Linked DNA regions of Sus scrofa: regions 1 and 2 are each linked to region 3. Evidence: chromatin contacts called from public HiChIP or PLAC-seq and promoter capture Hi-C data. All regions are on one chromosome and are shown on one strand. The core of a region is the stretch at or near the end of the contact, and the rest is flanking DNA. Distances in the headings are between cores, read along the strand shown.

Evidence for each region. Promoter capture Hi-C pulls out the DNA fragments that hold promoters and counts their contacts. HiChIP or PLAC-seq counts read pairs in DNA pulled down with a chosen protein or histone mark.
Region 1: an H3K27ac HiChIP or PLAC-seq map of alveolar macrophages shows a contact between it and region 3. The contact joins two enhancer-like sites. A contact is called at or near these places in 13 of 47 Hi-C or Micro-C datasets (alveolar macrophages, embryonic fibroblasts, epiblast stem cells and 8 more) and 1 of 2 datasets of contacts at active chromatin or transcription factors (alveolar macrophages).
Region 2: a contact with region 3 is called in a promoter capture Hi-C map of liver, with 2.5 times the contacts expected there. The contact joins two enhancer-like sites. A contact is called at or near these places in 1 of 5 promoter capture datasets (liver) and 13 of 47 Hi-C or Micro-C datasets (alveolar macrophages, embryonic fibroblasts, epiblast stem cells and 8 more).

The regions. Positions count from the first base shown.
Region 1 is chr9:93,024,568-93,027,911 of Sscrofa11.1, reverse strand. No RefSeq gene overlaps it. Among named protein-coding and RNA genes, the nearest start is that of ABCB1, 25 kb to the left of the region's middle. Within about 2 kb of position 1,276, at least 27 of the 83 cell types and tissues checked have an H3K27ac peak or open chromatin away from gene starts, as enhancers often do. A contact at or near this core is called in alveolar macrophages, liver and retroperitoneal adipose tissue, where this site is marked.
Region 2 is chr9:93,006,165-93,009,827 of Sscrofa11.1, reverse strand. No RefSeq gene overlaps it. Among named protein-coding and RNA genes, the nearest start is that of ABCB1, 43 kb to the left of the region's middle. Within about 2 kb of position 1,932, at least 29 of the 83 cell types and tissues checked have an H3K27ac peak or open chromatin away from gene starts, as enhancers often do. A contact at or near this core is called in fetal liver, liver and retroperitoneal adipose tissue, where this site is marked.
Region 3 is chr9:93,155,040-93,158,256 of Sscrofa11.1, reverse strand. No RefSeq gene overlaps it. Among named protein-coding and RNA genes, the nearest start is that of ABCB4, 15 kb to the left of the region's middle. Within about 2 kb of position 1,571, at least 5 of the 83 cell types and tissues checked have an H3K27ac peak or open chromatin away from gene starts, as enhancers often do. A contact at or near this core is called in alveolar macrophages, fetal liver, liver and 1 more, where this site is marked.

The DNA.
Region 1 (3,344 bases), core at 27-2,526, 130 kb after region 3:
AGGGTTATCAATACACTTGAGGAGAGAAGGACAGGAATTCTGCTGTTAGAAGAAAGATATGCAGGGAAAGGGAGAGTTCCTGACCACTGTCCACTCTAAATAGGGAGCATTCTCTCCTGAAAAAAGAAAGGAGTTGTGGAATTCCCATTTTGGCTCAGCAGTAATGAACCCAACTAGTATCCATGGGGATGCACGTTCAATCCCCAGCCTCGCTCAGTGTTTTAAGGATCCGGTGTTGCTGTGAGCTGTGGTGTAGGTTGCAGACGCATCCCCTTAGGGAATCTGTTGGACCTACTCCACCTCATACTCATCCAGGACAGGGGGCTACTGCCCTAAAAATGGGGGCAAAAAACAAAAACACAAACCAAGAGGGAGGTAATATAAACTAACCATTACTCAAAACTATGTCCACATGTTCCTCCTCTAACCAGGAGAAAAGGCCAGAAAACAAACAGTAATGTCACAGTGTGAGCTCCCTCCCTGAAGGAAGAATGGACCATGGCTTTCCTTACCTTAAGCCTGTTTCCCAGACATTATTTGTAAGTAGGCTAGAGTCTCACTTAGACCACATCCCCTTAGAAGATGTCTGTGTTAAAAAAAAAAAAAAAAAAAAAGAAGTCAAGGGCAGATATCCCAAAATTATTTTAGCGCTTGCCAAGTTTGACTTTTTAAACAATGATTACAATTCTAGGATTGAAGATGAATCTGCAGCTAGGTCCTGACCGTGAGCAGGACGACTCCAGGGGGAGAATGCAATAATAGACAGTCTTGAGGCCCTACTTCTATGGTTCCCCCAGCGTTCTAGAGTATGTAACCCAAATCAGGCCACACAGGGCAAAAAGTCCCTTCTGGGATAAGGAAGGGATAGCAAGTCCATGGACAGTAAGGACTAAAGAAAATGGATCAGCACTCACTGCATCCCTGTGTGAGTCAGTCAGCCTTTACTGCTTCTCTGTTTATGTCCTAAAAGGCAGTATCCAAGTGGTGGAGGGAAGCTCTAACTCCTCAAGAGGTAAGACACCACGGCAGGAAGGAAGACCAGCAAGGCAGTCCCATTGGAGAAAGGCACAGGCCTGACACTGCTTTTCATACACAAAAAAATGACATTCTCTTCCCATCCCAATCCCATTAGAGGAAGCCCTAAGATTCTTTGAAGCCCTCAGAAAAACTAGAAAACAGAACAAAACAAAACAAACTTAACGGAAGTCAAGAAAAGGGAAACTGGGCAGGCTTCATAAGCAGGAACATCAAGAGAGAAACCGAAACTGATCAGTGTGAGTGCAGAGTATCAGGCAGCACCCAGGGTCATGAAATGCACTAGTTAGGCAGTGGAGCAGAGGACAGGAGGAACATGGGTCCAAGCCCACAAATAAGGCTGGACCCCTTACTGGGACACAAAATGAGGTAAGACAGCATTTCAAATAAAGTAGCTTGGTGCTCACTCACCTTGGGGCTCCAGCCCTCTACACCTTCACACCCTTCAATTAGGGAGTCACATGGAGAAAGTTTTGATGTGTGGGTCACACTTCCCATCTTTCCCTGCCCCCTAAGGCCACAGGATTTCTGGGGGCGATCCCTGACTTCCAACAACAAAAGGACACCTCTTGCTATCAAGAAGGTCCAAAGGGGACCGAGTGTAAAGGACTAGGCCCTTGTGAGGAGCAGGGAAAGTGGTGACAGTCTAGATGCTCACTGTAACAGAGCTCCCTGACTGCACAACCCAAGGAACAGGGGCATGTGACAGAATACTGCACAGTCTGATGAGAGGACCTAGTCCTGCTCCTTCATTCCTAGGACTAACCCATTCACATTTATTATTATTATTATTATTATTGCCTTTTTAGGGCTGCCCCTGCCAGCACATGGAAGTTCCTAGGCTAGGGGTCTAATCAGAGCTGCAGCTGCCAGCCTAGGCTTACAGCTCACAGCAACGCAGGATCCTTAACCCACAGAGTGAGGCCAGGGATCAACCCAAGTCCTCATGCACACTAGTCCGGGTCGTTACCTGCCAACATGATAGGAATTCCCCACTCACATGATCAAGTGCAGCTGGAAAAGCTCCCCTCAGGGCTCGGCTTTCAAACCACAGCCTCCTGCACAGCCATGATGTTCTTCCAGAGTTCACTTCAGCTCCTGAAGTGGGAGACGGGTAGTGACCTGGCATAAAAACACCAAATCGGAGCCATGGGCTGGATAGATGGTATAGGTCAGAGAAGTGGCTCAGATATGGCCTTGCTGTGGCTGTGGTGTAGGCTGGCAGCTGCAGCTCCGATTCCACCCTCTATGAGGTCTCCACACATCTCCCGAGCGATGGCCTCCAGCGTATTAGTACCCAGGTTAACCAAAGAAATTCCCTCCATTTTAACGTGCAGATGACTGGAGAGGGAGGATTACTCACAGCTGCGCGGGCAGAAACACGTGGGCTCCATGGCCGTGACCTTCAGGCCTGCCCCAGCCGCGTCTCAAGCCGCAAGGGCTGACGCTTCTGCAGAGGCAGAGGCCGGGAAGCAGCGGCCAGCAGCCACTACTCCTGACCCTAGGTTCCTCTGTTTCTCGTGGAGTCTCCTCCGTCCATCTGTCCCAGAGCTTGAGCTGGAGGCTGGCCCCCTACTCACCGCCTCCGCTGCAGCTGCAGCCGCCCACGCCTCCTCCGGCGCCTTGGTAAGTTCTCAACGCCTCACCCAGCAGTCCCGCCTCTTCCGCTCCCTCAGAACAGTTTTTGATTTATGACTTTCTATGTAAAAAAAATTACAGAGGTATAAACGAATCGCATTTAGTTATGCATATAGCAAATCACCTTTATAGACGGGAAAGTTTTGGAAATTTGGGGTTTCGTTTTTTGGTTATTTTGTTTTTTGTTTTGCTTTTTAGCACCACGCCAAGGCGTATGGAAGTTCCCAGACTAGGGGGCCACGAATTGGAGCTGCAACTGCCTGCCTCCACCAGAGCAATGCCTGATCCGTGCCATGTCTGCAACCTACGCTGCAGCTCATGGCAATGCAGGATCCTTAATCCACTGAGGCAGGCCAGGGATAGAACCTGTAACCTCATGGATACTAGTTTGGTTCTTAACCATCTGAGCCACAATGGGAACTCTGAGTTTCTTTTTTTTTTTTTTTTTAACCTTTTAGGACCGCACCCGGAGGCATAGGGAAGTTCCCAGGATAGGGGTCCAATTGGAGCTACAGTTATTGGCCTATACCACAGCTACAGCAACTCAGGGTCTGAGCCACTTGTGCGACCTACACCACAGCTCATGGCAACTTTGGATCCCTGACCCACTGAAAGAGGCCACGGATCAAACTGGCATCCCCATGGATACTAGTTGGATTGTTTCCTGCTAT
Region 2 (3,663 bases), core at 683-3,182, 150 kb after region 3:
CGTAGGCCGGCAGCTACAGCTCCAATTCAACCCCTAGCCTGGGAACCTCCATATGCTGCGGGAGCGGCCCAAGAAAATGGCAAAAAGACCAAAAAAAAAAAAAAAAAAAAAAAAAAAAAACAGTTTCACTGTAAGTAGGGCAAATCTGCTTATGAGCTTCTGCATCACCATAGAGCAGACAAGAAATGTCTGGCAACAAACGGATTGGAAAACCCTCCTGCTTTTATTTATGTGAATAAAATAATGTTTAAGGTCTTTCTAAATTGTTTTCTTATAATTTCAACATATGAATATTTATTGTAGTAAATTACTTAAGACAAATTTCTTTTCCTATATGTATTTTCATTCTACTGTGAATAGTCCAAGTAGATAAAACGTATTAGTCTTAAGTCAGAAAAAGACAAATACCATGTGATATCATTCATATCTAGAATCTAATATACCGCACAAATGAACCTTTCCACAGAAAAGAAAATCATGGACTTGGAGAATAGACATATGGTTGCCAAGGGGGAGAGGGAGGGAACCGGATGGATTGGGAGCTTGGGGTCACACTATTGCATTTGGAATGGATTAGCAATGAGACCCTGCTGTGTAGCACTGGGAACTATGTCTAGTCACTTATGATGGAGCCTGATAATGTGAGAAAATAGAATGTATACATGTATGTGTAACTGAGTCACCATGCTGTACAGTAGGAAAAAATGTATTGGGGAAATAACAATTGATTACAATTAAAAAAATAAAAAAAAATAAAAAGTCTCAGTCTTTGTCTTGACAATTTTATTTTCTTTAATTATTTTTGGCCGCACCCTAGGCATGAAGAAGTTCCCAGGCCAGCGATTGCCCTGAGAATTTTAAATAGAGATTAACAATTTTTACAATCTCAGAGATTAGTAATCTACAGCTTTAATATACAAAACTCTGTATTTTATTTCTTTTTCTTTTTTTTTAGGGCCGCACCCACGGAACACGGAGGTTCCTAAGCTAGGGGTCTAATCGGAGCCATGGCTGCCGGCCTACAACACAGCCATAGCAACACTAGATATGAGCCTCGTCTGCAACCTACACCACAGCTCACGGCAATGCTGGATCCTTAACCTACTGAGCAAGGCCAGGGATCGAACCCAAAACCTCATGGTTCCTAGTGGGATTCGTTTCCCCTGGGCTATGACGGGAATTCCAAAACTCTGTCTTTTAAAAGCATGCAACATAGAGTAACAGTACTTCCTCTAGTAAATTATATAATATACAAGAAGAGATATCTGCACTGTATCTATATATCCATTCTGTAACATTTTTTTTTCTCTCTTTTTTAGGACCACACCTGGGGCATATGGAGGCTCCCAGGCTAGGGGTCCAACCTGAGCCACAGCTGCTGACCTGCGCCATAGCCACAGCAACACCAGATCCGAGCCATGTCTGCAACCTACACCACAGCTCACTAGCAATACCAGATCCTTAACCCACTGATAAAAGCCAGAGATCAATCCCACGTCCTCATGGAAGCTCGTCAGATTCGTTTATACTGAGCCATGATGGGAACTCCTGCTAACATTCTTCTTTGACAGAAACTTCAAAACCAGAGGTGCAAGTTTAATGGATTTTAAACTAGCACGGAGCTAGCCCCATAGAAATAGCTCACAATAAAGATTTCACGTAAAATCTGGGCCTTTTTTATTGATGAAAAAAGTGGTGAATGGCCGGCCTAGATCAGCGCCAGAGACTAGGAGACCAAAGCCAGGGCCTCCCTGCTGCTAAGGCTGGAGGGGTGGAGAAGCTTTGTAAAGTAGGCAGTAGGTTCCAAACACGCACCACAAGGGCAGCATTCTTGGCCTCTGGCAGGTCGCAAGGCAGAATTGCCGGTAGGCTCATGGCATCCACTCCAATACCTAGTCACCGCCCAGGGCGGGAGACCCGCTCAACGAGCAGACTACACTCCACACAGCGCTCCGTCTTATGCGGGCGGCCAGTCCCAGGTGAAGCCCGTGCTAGGTGTTAGGCCAGGAGAGATGCGGCTTGGGGGGGGGGGGGTCAAAAACCCCACCACTAGACGCCCCAAGAGGAATATTCTGCCGGCAGTTTCCCTCCTTGAGTTATTTGTGTTTACTAGGCCAAGGGAGGGCGTTAGGACAAAAGGAACCCCGCTTCCTTCCTGGGAGTCAAGCCCTAGATCAGGCGCGGGAGCCTGAGCTACTGTGTCCCTGGCATTGCAGCTTCTGATGCACCTGGACTTGAGAGCTGGCCTCTGGGAGCATGATCAGCCATCACAGCTAGAGAGGCCAACCATTAGTGGGGTTCCGAGCAAAGGTCTAAACACGCGTGAACACTTCTGAGCCTCTCATCCCACGATCCCACGGCCAGCTACCTCGCGGCTCCGCCGCGTGCCAACAGCTTACAGCTAGCGGACCGCGAGCCTGAGCCCAGCATCTGGAAAGCTGCCCACGCGCCAGGGCGGGGCTCTAGCACTTTGCTTTGAAGCTCCCAGTGGCCGGCCCCGCTCGTCGAGCACTAAGATTGGCTTCAGCTAGGCGGGGTCCGCCCGACAGGCGATGGGAGGGCGGGGTTGAGCGGCCGCGGCTGGGGCGAGAGTGGCTGCCAGGTGTGTGTGATTGGATTTGAGGGGCCTGGAGGTTGGAGGAGCGCGTGAAAGCGGGGGTGGCGCGTGCGTGTGTGCGCGTGAGTCTGTGTATGTGTGTGTGGAGCTCTGGTGCGGAGAGCCAGCTGCCAATTCCCGGGGGCGGCTCCCCCGCCGTCTTCCTCATCCGCTCTCTGACCCTGCTCTTTCCCTACGACCCTCCCACGCCTTAACGGCCGCCCGCGGAGGGAGTCCCTGGGGAAGCAGGTGTGGGAGCAGGCGGGTTGTACCAGACAAAAGGGGCGCGGGGGTCAGCCCGACATGGCCTCGCGGAGCCTGGCGGGCGGGGGGGGGCCTGGGTGGGAGCCGCGGCGCGGGTGGCAGCGGCAAGAAGAGCCTGAGCGCCCGCAACGCCGCGGTGGAGAGGAGAAACCTGATCACCGTGTGCAGGTACCACGCGGCCGCCGCTCGGGGAGAGGGGCGGGGGCGGCCGGCGCCCCGGGCTGAGGGCTGCGGGGTGCGCGAGCCGCTGTGGGTCCCGGAGACCACGGGCTGTATGGAGCTCCAGCCGCTGCGGCGCCCCGCGCGTCCGCGGCCCGAAGCGTCCTGAGACCGGCCGGGCTGGGCGCCGCCAAGGCCCCGGACTTTCGGTCAGTTTCTGTGCTGGGAGCTGCTGAGGGCAGGGCTGGGGCGGGGCTGGGGGAGGATGTGTTTTGAATGGGCTCTCGGGTGTGTGGGGAAGAGGAGGGCCGGGAAGAAGAGCTCTTTGATTCTGTGCGCCTGAAGCTGTCAGCCAGCTTTTAGTAAAGTGGTGGTTACTGTGATTGTTTACTGTGTTGCCTCAAAATCGGAGCGCCTTCTGTTTTGGCTTGCTTACATATGTGTTGTCATTTCGGGCCCCAAATGTCGAGTGCCAGCCAAGTGTGTATGTGTGCAGTGTCCTCTCCATTCTAAATTGCAGTGCTAGTGCTGTTTCTGCAGTTGCTGTCAAGAGTGGAAGTGTGGAGGAGACTTAGTGATTTATTTCAAAGTCTGCCTTTGCATAAATGTTTTCCGACTCTAATTGTAGTATTTCTTTACTTTAA
Region 3 (3,217 bases), core at 322-2,821:
ATAATCAAATTCTGATGAAGAGGAAAGCCTTAAATGCAACCTGTTTAATTGCAGAAATAAATATTAGAATTATGACCTTGATAATATTGTTTAGTTTCGTCTATCTCTTCACCAAAAAGGGAAAAAATTCCTTCTCCCCTTACCCTGTCTTTTCCCCTCTTCTCCAAATAGAGTAGTATGATTTTTGTCTTGAGATGCTGGATGTTGTGACCCCTGAGGCTTGTGGTTGAAATATTGACACAGTAGCTCTCTTACATGTTAATGCACTTGCGCATGGGTTGCAAGGTAGGTTTCTAAAGTGTGTTCTCTTCTTTCATTGCTTAAGGAGTTTGCAAAAGGGTGCTATGTTCATCTTAATCAATTTAAGAAATTAAATGTGATTTATTTTGTAAAATCTCACTGCATAGATAACTTCGTAGAAATGTAGACATCTAAAGTAAGGCATATCTCAACACTTACTATTTCAAATAAACCACTATTTCAAGAGCACAGCAGGCCCTTGAGGCTTGGGTTCTACCTGATCTCTCAGACTCAGTTCTACCTGAATTCTCAGATTGTGATGGCCACCACCCACCCCTCCCAACACTCAACACCTGACACACCCCACTCTGAGTGCTTTCTGATTCAGCCTTCCAGGCTGTTCTACCCTGCTCTCTATGACTGGTTTTTTCTACTGTCAGATACTCAGTTCTACAGGCCACATCTGCAGCATAAATGGAAGTTCCCAAGCTAGGGATCAAATCAGAGCTGCAGGTGCTGACCTACGCCACAGCCACGGCCCCACAAGATCCTTAACCTTAACCCACTGAGCAAGGCGAGGGATTAAACCCCCATGCTCACAGAGATAGCATCAGGTTCTCTCTTTATTTATTTATTTATTTATTTATTTATTTATTTTTTAAGCACAGGGTTCTTAAGTGTATGAGCCATAACAGGAACTCCTCCAGGAAATTTTTATAACCCTCAGTGCCCTCCCAGGAGAAATGATGGCTCTCTTCTTTCCAAGTTTCCCAAAAAGTCTTGCATCATGGCACCTACACACGTTACTAAACTTATTTCCTGTCTCCTTCAACCGTGAGCTCCTTGTTTTATCATTGTACTCCTAGTATCTAGTCTGTAGGCACTTAAGAAAATTGTCAAGAGAAAAAAAGAATATAAAACAGAACTTCCTTTTCATGGGAGAGAAGTGGTGGCCTTGAAGAGCAAGAAACATAATAAGTGAAGTCAACCAACACTTTTTTTTTTTTTTGCTATATTCCATCCATTGAGTGTTGTCCTAAATACCTTATTACAATATTTAGTGATCAAGCACTCCAGTGAGGTGGCTACTGAATCCCTTAACTTTGAACAAGGAATTAAGGGCTTAGAGAAAATAACTTGCCCAAACACTCATCTGTGTAACAAACAGGCAGCCAGAACAGAAATCCAGGTTTTCAACAGGGGAGTCTTGGGGCTTCTCCACATAACAAGTAACAATCAATGAGAGGGAAAACACTCAACTATAGCTGCCTAGTGGAGAAAGCAAAAATGTTCAGTTTCTATTTCAAAGGTCACTTTTCCTTGTGACCAAAACTGGGTCTTTTGAAAGAGTCCAAATGAAAGTATTTCATCATGTATCTTTGCCTCTTGCACATATTTGTAAGCATTCCTGCTTTTCTCTTTGCTATTCTGATTTCCCCAACTCCAAAGGCAGAGGTCTTTCACCTTGGTGTTAAGAGTTCCAAGTGGGACAAAGGACTGCTGTTACAGAAGGTGCTCCTGAAAAATCTTGCTTAACCTTTTTTTTTTTTCGTTTAACAAATATTTTTATTGAGGATGTTCAATGTGCAAGGTATTATGTTGGAGTACAATGGTGAACCAGGTGCCCACCAAGATATTATAGTCTATGAGATGCTTGTGAAGATCAAGAGTTAAGGCAAGTGAAAGTCCATTATAGGCTCTGTAGCTAGAATTACTTCTCATTCAAGTTATCAGTTGCTTTATTATTTTTTTGTTTGTTCATTTTTTTTTGTTTTGTCTTTTCTAGGGCCGCACTCATGAACATATGGAGGTTCCCAGGCTTGGGGTCTAATTGGAGCTGTAGCTGCCAGCCTACACCACAGCCACAGCAATGCGGGATCTGAGCCGCATCTGCAACCTACACCATAGCTCACAGTAAGACCAGATCCTTAACCCACTGAGTGCGGCCAGGGATTGAACCCGAAACCTCATGGTTCCTGGTCAGATTTGTTAACCACTGAGCCATGACAGGAGCTCCAAGTTATCAGTTGCTTTAAAAGAATGGTTTCCATGAGGATCCATTACAGTTCTGTAGATTGACTAGGTTCAACTGAGTGGTTCTTACTGCATGAAGTGCCCTTAGATGCTGGCTGGGGCTGCGGTCATCTGAAGATCTGACTGGGCTGGAAGTCTGAGACACCCACCCACTCACTGGTACTTGATACTGGCTGTGGACACGGGGGCTCTGCTGGGTCAAGGCATGTGGCCTCCCCATGTATCTTGAGCTACTGCTTATGGCATGGTGGGTGGGTTCTCAGAGGGAGAGGTAATTATAGGTGGGGATCTGGTCCTCAGCTTAGAGCACCCCCAAACTCCATTTTGTCAGGCAGAGCTCCCAGAGAAAGGGGGCCGGGGGGGCACAGTCCAATGCCACTCTCTGCCTTGCTCAGCCAGCTCTAACCACAACATCCTTCTCTCAATGCTTCAACATGCTTTTGAACAGGGGGTTTCCTCTACTTGAAATGCTGTCCCTTCATCCCTATGGCAGGTCTTCCCCACTCACACTACTTCCTGGATAATTACTCATTTTTTAGATTCTAGCCCAAATGATTTCTTTTTTAGCTTTTTGTTGTTAAATAATTATAGACTCACAAGAAATTGCAAAACTTGTAGTGTCCTCTGTACCCTTCATCTGCTTCCCTTAATGACGGCAGGTGGTAACTGTAATACAAATCCAAACCCAGGACGTTAACACTGGTACAATACTATTAACAGACTATTCTAATTTTTTTTAATTTTATACATTGCCATATTTATTCTTTAAATTTTGTATTAAAGTATAGTTGATTTACAATGTTGTGCCAATAAATTTCTTAAAAACATTTTTCTTTTACTAATAATGGACATGTTCCTGTAAGGCTTCCCCTTTTATTTGATAGCATGGGTAATGCTGGGTCACAGGTCTGTGGTAATGATAGGTTCCCCTCTCTATTTTTTT